4 separate regions of the Mus musculus genome follow, and regions 2, 3 and 4 are each linked to region 1. Evidence: chromatin contacts called from public Hi-C, HiCAR-type and HiChIP or PLAC-seq data. All regions are on one chromosome and are shown on one strand. The core of a region is the stretch at or near the end of the contact, and the rest is flanking DNA. Distances in the headings are between cores, read along the strand shown. Region 1 holds the start of Sart3 (squamous cell carcinoma antigen recognized by T cells 3). Region 2 holds the start of Cit (citron). Region 3 holds the start of Pitpnb (phosphatidylinositol transfer protein, beta). Region 4 holds the start of Hscb (HscB iron-sulfur cluster co-chaperone).

Evidence for each region. Hi-C and Micro-C count contacts between places; a contact is called where the count stands out from the background. HiCAR-type assays count read pairs that join an accessible place to other places. HiChIP or PLAC-seq counts read pairs in DNA pulled down with a chosen protein or histone mark.
Region 2: an H3K27ac HiChIP or PLAC-seq map of thymic regulatory T cells shows a contact between it and region 1, with 8 times the contacts expected there. The contact joins the promoter of Cit here to the promoter of Sart3 in region 1. A contact is called at or near these places in 1 of 39 promoter capture datasets (pre-B cells), 1 of 484 Hi-C or Micro-C datasets (B cells) and 1 of 115 datasets of contacts at active chromatin or transcription factors (thymic regulatory T cells).
Region 3: a contact with region 1 is called in a HiCAR-type map of astrocytes, with 4 times the contacts expected there. The contact joins the promoter of Pitpnb here to the promoter of Sart3 in region 1.
Region 4: a contact with region 1 is called in a Hi-C map of B cells, with 6 read pairs. The contact joins the promoter of Hscb here to the promoter of Sart3 in region 1. A contact is called at or near these places in 1 of 39 promoter capture datasets (liver), 1 of 484 Hi-C or Micro-C datasets (B cells) and 1 of 115 datasets of contacts at active chromatin or transcription factors (large pre-B cells).

The regions. Positions count from the first base shown.
Region 1 is chr5:113,770,963-113,773,671 of GRCm38.p6, reverse strand. Sart3 (squamous cell carcinoma antigen recognized by T cells 3) reads left to right here and starts at 1,272. Exons shown (of 19, transcript NM_016926.2): 1 at 1,272-2,351. The coding sequence starts at 2,037. Iscu (iron-sulfur cluster assembly enzyme) reads right to left here and starts at 871. Exons shown (of 5, transcript NM_025526.5): 1 at 728-871. The coding sequence starts at 844.
Region 2 is chr5:115,844,301-115,847,057 of GRCm38.p6, reverse strand. Cit (citron) reads right to left here and starts at 1,402. Exons shown (of 47, transcript NM_007708.3): 1 at 592-1,402. The coding sequence starts at 687.
Region 3 is chr5:111,329,388-111,332,456 of GRCm38.p6, reverse strand. Pitpnb (phosphatidylinositol transfer protein, beta) reads right to left here and starts at 1,760. Exons shown (of 12, transcript NM_019640.5): 1 at 1,624-1,760. The coding sequence starts at 1,643.
Region 4 is chr5:110,838,331-110,841,207 of GRCm38.p6, reverse strand. It overlaps Hscb (HscB iron-sulfur cluster co-chaperone), which reads left to right and starts at 1,431. Exons shown (of 6, transcript NM_153571.2): 1 at 1,431-1,712. The coding sequence starts at 1,480. It overlaps Chek2 (checkpoint kinase 2), which reads right to left and starts at 1,225. Exons shown (of 15, transcript NM_016681.4): 1 at 1,160-1,225; 2 at 1-2. RefSeq lists an enhancer at 2,598-2,627.

The DNA.
Region 1 (2,709 bases), core at 23-2,522:
AATAACCGAGCTTTCTCCCGCTAGTTACCAGGAGGCACCCTCATCTGCAGATTGAGTCTAAGCCCTGAGCCCCCATAACGCATCATCTAATCAAGGACTTTGGGGGGGGGGGGAGGGAGTGTCTTGTACATCTGCGGTAGCCTTGTTTTTCGGAGTGAGTCTCCTGTCAAGAGGATTTTAACGTCCCTAAAAGCGTGGGGGCCCGCAAACTACTCTTCTTCTATACTTTCTGCTCCCTACCAATAAACACACAACTGAGAACCGAAGTTTTAATGTTGGGCTAGGTGCTTGGCTGAGCTCGAGGCCATCGGCTCCTAAAAGAGTAAATAAATCGCCATCAGTGGTTTCCCTTGGTTGGACCGAGCGCTCCACGTACGGGGACTTCAGAAGACTCCTGTCAGGTCTGAGAGAAAGGATGGGAGGGGACCAGTGACTTGATCAAGGCCATCTGGCCAGGGCAATGGCTTAGCTGGGGAGGACGCTGGTGCTGTCGAGTGTGCTCAAGCATGCGTGTGTGTGTGTGTGTGTGTGTGTGTGTGTGTGCGTGCTGCCCCTTGACCCCCGGCACGACATACCCGGACCCTCCCTTCTGGGCTGTCAGCCTTGGGACACTCGGAGTGACGGCCGCGGCGGGGCAGAGGCGGCCGCGGGGCTCCTCGGTGCTGGTGATCTGCGCAACGGCGGCAGGTCCCCTCGATGGTTCGCGCACCCCCTCGCCCGCCCATACCTTCTTGTGGTAGAGCCTGGCCGGAGCCGACAGCTCCCGGGCGGGCAGGCGCGGGCTCCGCAGCAGCAGCGCCGACGCCGCCCGCCTCAGACGGCCAGCTCCCGTGGCCGCCGCCATCCTGCCGGCTTGAGCTGCGTCGACCTCGGCGACGCCGGAGGGATGGCGCGCCCGTTCGACGTCACCGCAGCTCGGCGCTTGCGCTGGCGTCTCGGCCCGGCTACGCCCCCTCTGACCGCGCCCTCGGAAGGGGCGTGGCCAGGCGCAGAGCGGGAAGGTCCGAAGCGGCGTGCAAGGTTGTCTGGTGCTGCGATGGGCGTGGGGATGCTCGGTTTCAGGCGTGTTTATGATTCGATCATGCATACGTCCCTGGTAGACTTTTGTTCAGGCTGTGGAGTTCCTTTTCTTTCTTTCTCTCTCTCTTTCTTCCTTTTTTTTTTTTTTTTTTTTTTTTACTAATTCCGAGGTAGCCGTTTCACCCATGGAGCAAATGCATATTAAGTGTACTCTAGGTGTCACTAAAAAAAAAAAAAAAAAAAAAATCCTGGGAGCAAAACGGACGCGATTTCTGGCTCGTTAACCTTGTTGATGAAGGGGAAAGGCAGTGCAGAGGGAAACAGCAACGCTTTTCCGACCTCGAGAACGAGGGGTATAAGAGAAACGAACCCCATCCCTCGACACCTACGTTTGTTTTACCGCCATGCACATCATTCCGAATCAATACTTATTGTAATGTATTATCATTGACTATAAAAATCCACAAAAGCGACTCGTTTAACACAACTACGAGGTACTAGGTGTTACAAAGGGGAGGGAGCTTTATTCGAGAGATGAGACTTTTCCCATGAGATGGTGCATCCGATCGCGGAGGAACTGCAATCTTGTCCGCACTTGAGGGTCGGTTGCCGGGAAACAACCACGCACCGGAGCCGGCCGAGCCTTACAGAAGGTCTTTAGTCCAAAGCGACGACTTTGACCTTCCTAAGATGGCGCCTCGACCTTAACTACGGACATCACGCACGCACCACTTCAGCTGTGGCTGCCACTTCCGGCCCAAAGACCCGACAGCTGTCCACGGTTGTAGCCGGACGCAGGTTATGCTCGTGAGCCTTTTCTTCTGACGGTGGCGTCTGGAGGCGCTAAAGGATAGCATCAGCGGTGGATTCTCCACAGCTTCCTGCTCCCTGAGGCCGTCCGCGACGCTCCCGCTGGTGGCCGAGCGGAGTTTTGATCAGGCAGACGCCGCGGACAGCCCGATGCTCGCCGGGCTTCGGCGGGCGAGGGAAGACCCGAGAGTCGCGGGCTGCGCAAGATGGCGACGACGGCCGCATCTTCGGCGTCCGAGCCGGAGGTTGAGCCCCAGGCCGGGCCTGAGGCCGAGGGAGAAGAGGATGAGGCGAAGCCGGCCGGTGTGCAGCGGAAGGTGCTGTCCGGCGCTGTGGCCGCGGAGGCGGCGGAGGCCAAGGGCCCCGGATGGGACCTGCAGCGGGAAGGCGCGAGCGGGAGCGATGGGGATGAGGAGGACGCCATGGCTTCCTCCGCCGAGAGCTCCGCCGGGGAGGACGAGTGGGAGTACGACGAGGAGGAGGAGAAGAACCAGCTGGAGATCGAGCGGCTGGAGGAGCAGGTTGGCCGGCCTGGGTGGCGGCGGCGGGCTCCCTTCCTCCCTTCGGGTCCCCAGGCCCGGCCCGCCCCCTCGGTCCTCCGTGGTTATGGAGACCGCTGAGGTCGCCGGGACGCCGTGAGCCACCGTGAGTCCCCGCGTCCCCGGCTCAGTGCGCGCCCAGGGCGTCCCTAAAGTATTCCATTGAATAGTGTTTAATCCGGTTTCCCCGGGAAACTGAGGCTCGTTGAGGGGGCTCCTGCACAAGGTGCCACCGCACCTGAGAGTGTTTATCTTTTTAAGCTTTTACTCTCTCTTTTTTTTCTTCTTATTTTAAACTTGTGCTTGTATGCCTGCGTGGACACGGTTGTCTTTTAACCAT
Region 2 (2,757 bases), core at 153-2,652, 2.1 Mb before region 1:
CAGGCAGCTCACAAACACCTGTAATACCAGCTCCCACATCCAAAGGATCCAAAGCTAGTTTCTAGCCTCTCTGGGTACCCAGACACAAGACAGATGCAGACAGACAGGCCCGTGTGCGTGCACACACGCGCGCGCGCACACACACAAATACACCCTAGAGACAATTTTGGTTTCTTCCATTGAAAGAAGCAAAAGTTTAAAAGTGTGGAGTATGGGCTGGCGAGATGGCTCAGCGGGTAAGAGCACTGACTGCTCTTCCAGAGGTCCTAAGTTCAAATCCCAGCAACCACCTGTAATGAGATCTGATGCCCTCTTCTGGTGTGTCTTAAATCAGTTACAGTGTACTTACATATAATAATAAATAAATCTTAAAAAAAAAAAGTGTGGAGTATGAGAAATGAGGGGACTCCCCTGGGGCACGTCCAGCCACGTACGTAATCATCAGCACAGTGGCACCTCAGTCCAGCTCAGGCAGGACATGTAAAAGAACAAACAGGATTACCCTAAGAATACCAGTCTCTGTCCATAATACAACCAAAGACGGCTACCACAGCAGACACGGGTGTGCATCGCTGGCTGGCAGCTGCTTACCTGGAAGAAGAGATTTAGCCTGGAGGCCCGACTGGCAATGGGCTCGGAGGCACTGGCCTCCGGCGGGTTCCGCACACCATACTTGAACTTCAACATCTCTCCGCCAACGCCGAAGGAACACTGGGGAAAGTCAAGCGGGTACTGACATTGAAGGCAGGAAGGGCTTGGCAGAGTCGTGTCTCCCTAAAGAGATCAGGATGAGGAGGTGGCGACCAGCCTCCACGGCACATGGGGCACAGACACAGGAAGGCCAAAGGTACTCATACACATAAGGGATGGAAATAAATCATTTCCAAAAGAACTACCAGCCATTGGTGGACTAGCAGACTGCAGCCTAATAAATCTCCACTTTTCCATTCTACCAGCTCTTTTCCCCTAGAAAACCCTGACGAACACAAATATCTGATGTCGCGTAGCTACATAGACCTAACCTGTGAACCAAGCCCAAAGGGTTTGATCAGTGAGCCTTGAGGATTATCCCAGGGAAAGGAAGGTTCACTGCCCCTGGAGGGTACAGAGATCAATGATCCTGAGGAAGATCGGTTGCCTGACTGACCAGATAGGCTAGAGAGGGAGAAAGACACAAGAAGGAGGCGCTGGGTTAGGCACGGAATAGAATACAGAGCCCACTTTCCCACCCAAGGCCTCAGTCCAGCTCATAGAATGAAGACACAGGAACAGAGAGATTAAGTGAGGGAGATAAGATCACACAGAAAATGGGAAGCGCCATGGGCAAGAATGCAGGTAAAGCTTGCAGGGGACAGAGACTGGTCTACAGGGGAATGGGTCCTCTTTAAGGGGCCCTGAGGTCCTCCGGCAGCACACCCAGAGACACTAACAACAACTCCTGCCCCAGACCCCAGGCTTCCCCCAGGACACCCCAAGGACGAACCAGAGACACTGGGTTGAACCCATTGTCCCGCCCCCAGGGCTGCACCCACAGACCCCGGGCTACCCCCAGCACACCCATGCTGCAGCCGCAGCAGACCCTCAGGAGCCCCCTCCCCCCGCTATCCTGAGGCCTTGGGTGGGAAAGTGGGCTCTGTATGAACGGGGTCGACCAGGGAGACCTGGGAAAGGGGACTGCCCCCCGCCCAGAGCCTCTCCAATCCCCCAACAGACACACACACAAACTGGACTCACACTCCGCAGACCCCCGGCTTACATTCGCCCCGCTCCGCTCCGCCCTGAGTCTCCCGCCCCAACGTTTGAAGGAAACGACGTGGGCAGGTCTCGGCCGTGCCTCAACCAATCAGCGCTCGCCATCTACTGATGGACAGCGGGGGTCTCCACCAGGACCCGCCCAGATCTCGGAGGGCTAGAGGAAGTGAAATGGAAAAGCCAATCACATTGTCTCTTCCTTTGACTAGCGACCAATAGAAAGAGGGCAAAGGAATCCAGGCGGGGTTGGGCTGGGAAGTTTGAAATTGGCGGTTGGCAGGATGCTGTGTTTGGAGATGGGGTCCCCTGCGGAGTCTGCGGCGCTGTCCATTTCTGTCCGAGCTCCTGCGGGGAGCTCTGCCCGAACTGCCTGCCTCAGATAAGGATGCTAGGAAACAAACTCCAGCCCTCTGCAGGAATGCACTCAATTGAGCCATCGCCCACGCCTAACGTAGGCGCCGGGGTTACGTGGGGGGGAATCAGGAAGCTGTGCGGTACAGCTGAGGCAGAGGAGTAATCGGAACCCACTCCAGCCTGCCTGCCTTGTACCTTTGGGTTGAGCCGCAGCAAGATCGTGAGGTCTCACCACAAAGATATGTTCAAGTAAATTTAAGCCAGGATCACTAGACCGCCCCCTTCTCTCAATGAGAAAACCCAGTGGCCATCAGTGTGTGGAAAGTGCCCAGCCTCGTTAGCAATGTGGGGGAAGGTGTTTGTGAAGAGGCGGCGCTGTTTACATTCACACAAGGGTAGGGTGTAAACTGACCTGTGAAGGGGCAATCTCGAAAAAGGAGTGTAGTATTTGCTAACACTGAGTGAGGCTCTCTGCACTCTATGACTACTAGGAATAGCTTTTCTAAATTATGTAACCGTGAAACGCATTCTAGAGAGCGAGCTCGAAATAGTGTTGTCTAACGCAATGGCAAAAGCTGGGGCAATGGCTCTGCGACTCTTCCAGGGGATCTTCCCTTGATTCCCAGCACCCACCTCAAACCCCTCACAACT
Region 3 (3,069 bases), core at 511-3,010, 2.4 Mb after region 1:
TGTTTTAATATCTGCCACTAGAGTAATGTTAGGTGATGTTTACAAGATACATTGTTAAAATTACTTGGAAGAAAGTTTTCATAAACTCAAAGTTCAGTAGTATGATTATGTTTTAAGTGTAAATCTTTGCTGTGTGCAGAATGCGAAAGTAAGCCTTTTTTCAGACTCCCTGTCACTAAAAAAAAAAAAAAAGTAGTACTTCTTCAGGCCAGAGATGGCCCAGCAGGCAAAGGCATGACTGGAGTTTCAGGTGCAGGACCCTAATAGGAGTAGAGAACTGACTCGAAAGCTGTCCCCTGACCTCCAAAAGCACTCGGTGTACTACCCTGTACACCCCTCTCCATACAAATGTAATTAAAAGTGTTCTCCTAAAAGTGAAAAAGAATCGTCACCAATTCATTTAACAAGAGTTTGCTGAAGGGCTGGAGAAATGGCTCTGCGGCTAAGAGGACTTGCTGCTCTGAGTAACTGGGTTCAGTTTCCAGCCCATGGACGGTGGCTCACTTCTTGCTCTAGTTCCAGGGGATCCAATGCCTAATGCCCTCTTACTACTACCTCCAAGAGCACTGTATGAACGCAGCACATATGCACACACGCAGGCAAACACTTAAATACACATATAAACAGGCAAATCTTTAAAAACACCAAATGCTGGCTGAAGATGTGCTATGTACTAAAGACTGATCCAAAAAAAATGGAGGTATCAGAGTGAGTATCCTGCACAATGTAGGGCGAACAGTCAGAAAGACAAACAATACACACTTCCCAAGACCTTTAAGGTGAGCTACTGATTTGAGGAAAAAGCATTCGAGTCAGCAGAAAGAGAAGGAAAGCCAACATACAGAGCGACAGAGGAACAAGGGGTCTTGTAATGCTGGAATGGGCAAGGAAAAAAAATTACATATGAGCAGAAAATAGAATCTGGGCAGTGTTAAGTAGAGAAACCTTGTTAGTGATTTTTACAAGGTTGACGTTAATACAGGCAAGGAATCTAGACAGCTAACTTAACGTCTTTTTTTTTTTTTGCTTCTTTTAAGAATCTGAAATTAAACCAGGGCCGAGGAAGAACAGCAACAACAAAATGGGTCACACTTGAAATTGCACAAGGGACACCGGCTCAGGTATGACAGCTGAACATTCCCCGCCACCACGGTTTCCTGTGATGTCCGTGGCTCTAAGCAGAGGGGGAAGCCACAACTTCCCAACAGAATGACGGGACCAGTCCGACGAACTTGGGAAAAGTCTTTATTTGCCGTGTTAAGCACCATGTGTTTAACCCCGCACCGAACCCAGTGAAGCAGGTGGGGCCGGTGTCTCCCCATCTTAGAGATGAGGGGTCTGAGAGCGACCGCAGGGGCATGATCTAGAGTGGGCTTCACTGAGCCTGAGGTGGGTCGGGCTCGAACTTGCGGGCGACCCTTCGCCCGGCATTCCCGGCTCCCCCGAGAGCCCCGGCCGCACCGCCGACCCTGGCGCTGACTGCGGAGGGCGGCGGCGCCGCACAGGGCCTTGGGGGCTCCAGGAAGGAGCCAACTGCGACCCGGGAGCGCCCTCCTCGCGGAGCCCACCGATCCTCCCCAGCCCGCATTCCGGAACCTCGTTCGAGCCCAACGACCCACTCACAATTCCTTAATCAGCACCATCTTCCGGGAACCCCTCACAGCCGCCGCCGCCAGCCGCCACCGCCGGGCCTCGCAACACGCAAGCGTAGCCCCGCCTCCCAATCGTCCGAGCCCCGGGAGCGCCTGCGCGTCCGCGCCCTTCCGCCGCCGGCCATTGCGTCAGCGCGCCTGGGGGAGCTGACTCCGCCCAGTCCACGCCCCGCTCACGGAGCACGAGGCCTCCACTGCGGCTGCGTGGCCCCTTGGCGCGCTGGTGAGCCTTGGAGCGCGCCTGCGTACTCTCGGCGAGCAGTGGGGCAGCAAGCGCGGCGTCCTCCTGCCAGCGTTAGTCTCTCACGGCGCTGTGCAGCCTATGGTTTCCAGTGAGTTCTCCAGTCGGGACCCTAAACGACGTTGAGTTCGCACAGGTGTGGGAGCCGAGGACGACCTCAGGTTTAGCAGGAGCGTGTTCTAGAAACCCAGACAGACCGGTGTTAAAATCCTGATGTGTTCGCCCCTTGTCCTAACTAACCTTTTTAAGGGTACATCTATCTGGTTTGCCTGTATTGTGTCTGCTCCCTGTGTGTCTCATGCATACTGAGGTTCACGTGTAACTGGAGATGCAGACAGTTGTGAAATGCCATGTGAGTGCTGGGAACCAAACCTGGGTCCTCTGCAAGAACCCCCAGTGTTCTTAACAACTGAGCCCCTGTCCAAACATTGAATCCTCAACAAAAGCAATTTTGCATGAGACAGACCCAGACCCAGTTGGGTAGACTAATTCTAGACGAATTCTACGTGTCTAAGGCATTGGTTTTTCATTATGTGCTTTCGGGGCAAAGAACTCACTACAGGAAGAATGAAAGTTAAATTTTACTAAGACCAATCAGAAGCCCGTCCCAACACGGGCTTTAAGCACTAGTTGACCTAACAACTTTGATAAAACAATTTTGAAACAGTGACTAAGTACTGCTCTTGGACTGCCCTCTGCTTCCTCACTCACTGAACTTAGTAACTTGGGATTCAAGGACCTTTTAGTGGGATTCCTAGGGAGCTGGATAGCTGCAGGAATAATCTTCTTTGTGTCAACGGGCATTTTAGGTAAATTTGATTTCTCTATACTTTGTGTCAAACCATATTTTTTCCCTCATCGAATGATCTTGAAAATATTTTCATAAAAACTAGAAATAGTCTCAAGAATATTCTTCCCCTCTCTAGTGATTGATTTATTTATATTTTATGTACATTGGTGTTTTACCTGCATGTATACCTGGATGAGGTCAGATCCCCTGGAACTGGAGTTTCAAACAGTTGTGAGCTGCCACGTCGTGGGTGCTGGGAATTGAACCCAGATACTCTAGAAGAACCACCAGTGCTCTTAACTGCTGAGCCATCTCTCCAACCCCAGTCCCAAGTGTTCCTTAATTTTGTTAGATATCAGAGCATAGGTCAGTTGTCCCGATTTGGG
Region 4 (2,877 bases), core at 182-2,681, 2.9 Mb after region 1:
ACCTCGAAAACAAGAGTCCAACAATAAGGAACAAGGCTCTGGATTCGAGAGTGGAGAAGGGGAGGGAGCAGGAGAGGACTCGGCAGGAAAGTGCACATACTATTCTTGCAGAACCCAAGTTTCCCTACGTTCTCAGCACCAAATCTGGCAGCTCGAGGTTTCCTATAACTCCAAAGTCAGTGGCTCTGTAGTGGATCTTGGCCTCTGCAATCACCAGAGCTCACACTTGCACTTTCCCACACAGATAACATAATTAAAAGTAAAGTAAATCTCTACCCAAAATTAGTCATGTGGCTGCTATAACTCAATGGTAGATGGTTCATCACTTCTCCAACAGAAGCAAAGTACTGGATCCCACTCCCAGTATTGTCAAACATACAAAATGAAGACAGTTAAGGAGTCAAGAGTACAGTTCCCAGCACCCACATCCAAAAGATCACAAACACCTGTAATTCCAGCTCTTGGTGATACAATGCCCTCTATTGGCCCCCGTGCGCACTGCACAGACTTAGACACGTGATTAAAAAAAATACATAAAGAAATTTAAAGGAACGGGCACATTATGACCACCTCAAAATGAAAGACAGGCCCATTCATGAGTGGGGAGAAAAAAAAGTGACCATAGCAAAATCCCAGGATTATGAATAGAATTCCAGAGGCCACTTACAAAGCATTACACCATCTTCCTTCATGTACAGAAGCTGAGAATGGCTTGGTTGTCTCCTATCCATTCCTTGCCATCCTACCCCTCACGTATGCTGAGTATGCAGACGTACCCTCTTCAGTTCCTGCAGAGCCTAGCAGCGAAGATCGGGTTCTCAGTAGGTATTTGGGGAAAGCCATCTAGGGGCTGGCATGAACATTTATAATGTTCGTTATGAAAACTACTTCGCTCTGGCAACGAACAGCCCGGCGTTGTGCCTTCCTATGTGCCCAGACCTGTTTCAGCTCACAAGGAACAAGGAAAGTGAACTTCCCCCCCGCTTCCCCCCCGCGCGCCCCAAGGGCAGATAAAAAGGAAGAATTGACTATGCACAGCGCCCCCTCGCTCGCACAAGAAAGCAGACAAAGCGGAAGCTGCAGAGGGCCCATTTGCACAAGAAGCATGAGAACGGTATTCGACTCCTCAAACACTTAAAGTTTCCCACTTATGACTCACCGCGTGAGACCACCAGGAGCCGCAAACACTGCACAGCCTCCGCCAGTGGAGTGGCGCTAAACCTACGGATACAAACTCCACCCTCAACCAATCAAAAAGCCTTCCTCCCCGGCAGGACCAGTAAGAAAGCCCGAAGATGACTGCCGCGATTAGTCTCAAGGCTTGCTGGGAGTTGTAGTTTAACATGCAGAACGGGACTCGACGTCTTGGTTTCCCGCGGCTAATCCCGCCTCCTCGACTCCCTTAACCAATCAGCAGCGAGACGGTCTTTCCTCCTTTCCCTCGGGTCTTGCTACCTAGGTCAGCGAGCGGCCGTCCCAATGTGGGGATGCGGAGCCCGTGCCCTGCTGGGTGTGTGGGAGGTGCGGCTGGCAGGGTTCCTGGGAAGGAGACTTTTGGGCAGCAATGCCGCCGCGGGGAAGAGCATTGCACCGCAGTGCTGGAACTGCGGTCACGCAAGGGAAGTCGGGTGTGGGGATGAGTTCTTCTGCTCACACTGCCGCGCTCTGCAGCCTCCTGACCCCACTCGTGACTACTTCAGCCTCATGAACTGGTACGGGCGGCGCGTCGTGACGGGAAAGCAGCTCGGGCTTCGTAACCCGAGCGATCTAGGCTTGGGGCCGCGTCTGCGGGGCTGTAATTTCCAGCCAGCTTGGGGGGGTCTGAGGCTGAGGACCACAGTTCAAAGCCATCTTAGGCAATTTGCCGAGACTGATTCAAAACAACTACAAAGATGGATAAGTGTAGGCCATAGGTATAAGTAGTACCTAGTGAGATTTTAGGAGTTTTCCTGAGACGGAGAGGAAATAAAGTTACAGACTGGAGAGAAGATAAGGGTGGAGGCGGGGGTCAAACAGGAGTGAAGTTGCAGATGCCTGTCTGTGATCTAAGCACTTGTAAAGTGGAAAACACAGGTTCAGGAATTCAAGACTAGCAGTAGCTACAAGGACCTTGTTTTTAAACATCAACAAACAGAAACGGACAAGTTTACGGTATAGGGAGGTTTGAGGGCTGAGACTTCTGGAAAATCCATTGGCCAAACTTACAGGAACTGGGAGAGGTTTTTGTTTGTTTGTTTGTTTGTTTTTTAATTTAGCCTCACCTTGAAGTCTCGCCTGGCCTGCCTGGAATTCCACCAACCCCCTCTGCCTCACCAATGCCAGGATTAAAAGCATGCTAGACAACCGTAGGAGATGATACCCCACTTGGAGGCCAACCACACAAATAGGGAACATCTCATCGCAAATAAATTATTTATTTAACGGAGAAAATAAATACAAAACAAGCCAGGTGTGTTGGTGTTATGCCTGTGAGTCCAGCACTCAGAGGGTACAGCTGAGCCTGTACGTTTGATGAGACTCTGGGCTACATGAGACTAGGTCTCAAAAACCGAAAGCAATTAAGAACAAAACAAACCTAGTGTAGTAGCCTATGTCTAAAATCCCAGTGTTCAGTAGGCTGAAGGAAAAGGGTCAAAAGTGGGAACCCAACATAGGCTAAGCAGTGAGACCCTGTCTCAAGAAAACAAAAATTTAATTCAGGCTGAGAATTTGAGGGAGAGACACCAAGAAGTGTTCTCTGTACTTTGTCCCCCCCCCCCTGCCTTTTCTCTTTTTTTAAGACTTATTGATTGTATGTAAGTACACTGTAGCTGTCTTCAGACACACCCGAAGAGGGCATCAGATCTCATTACGGATAGCTGTGAGTCACCATGTGGT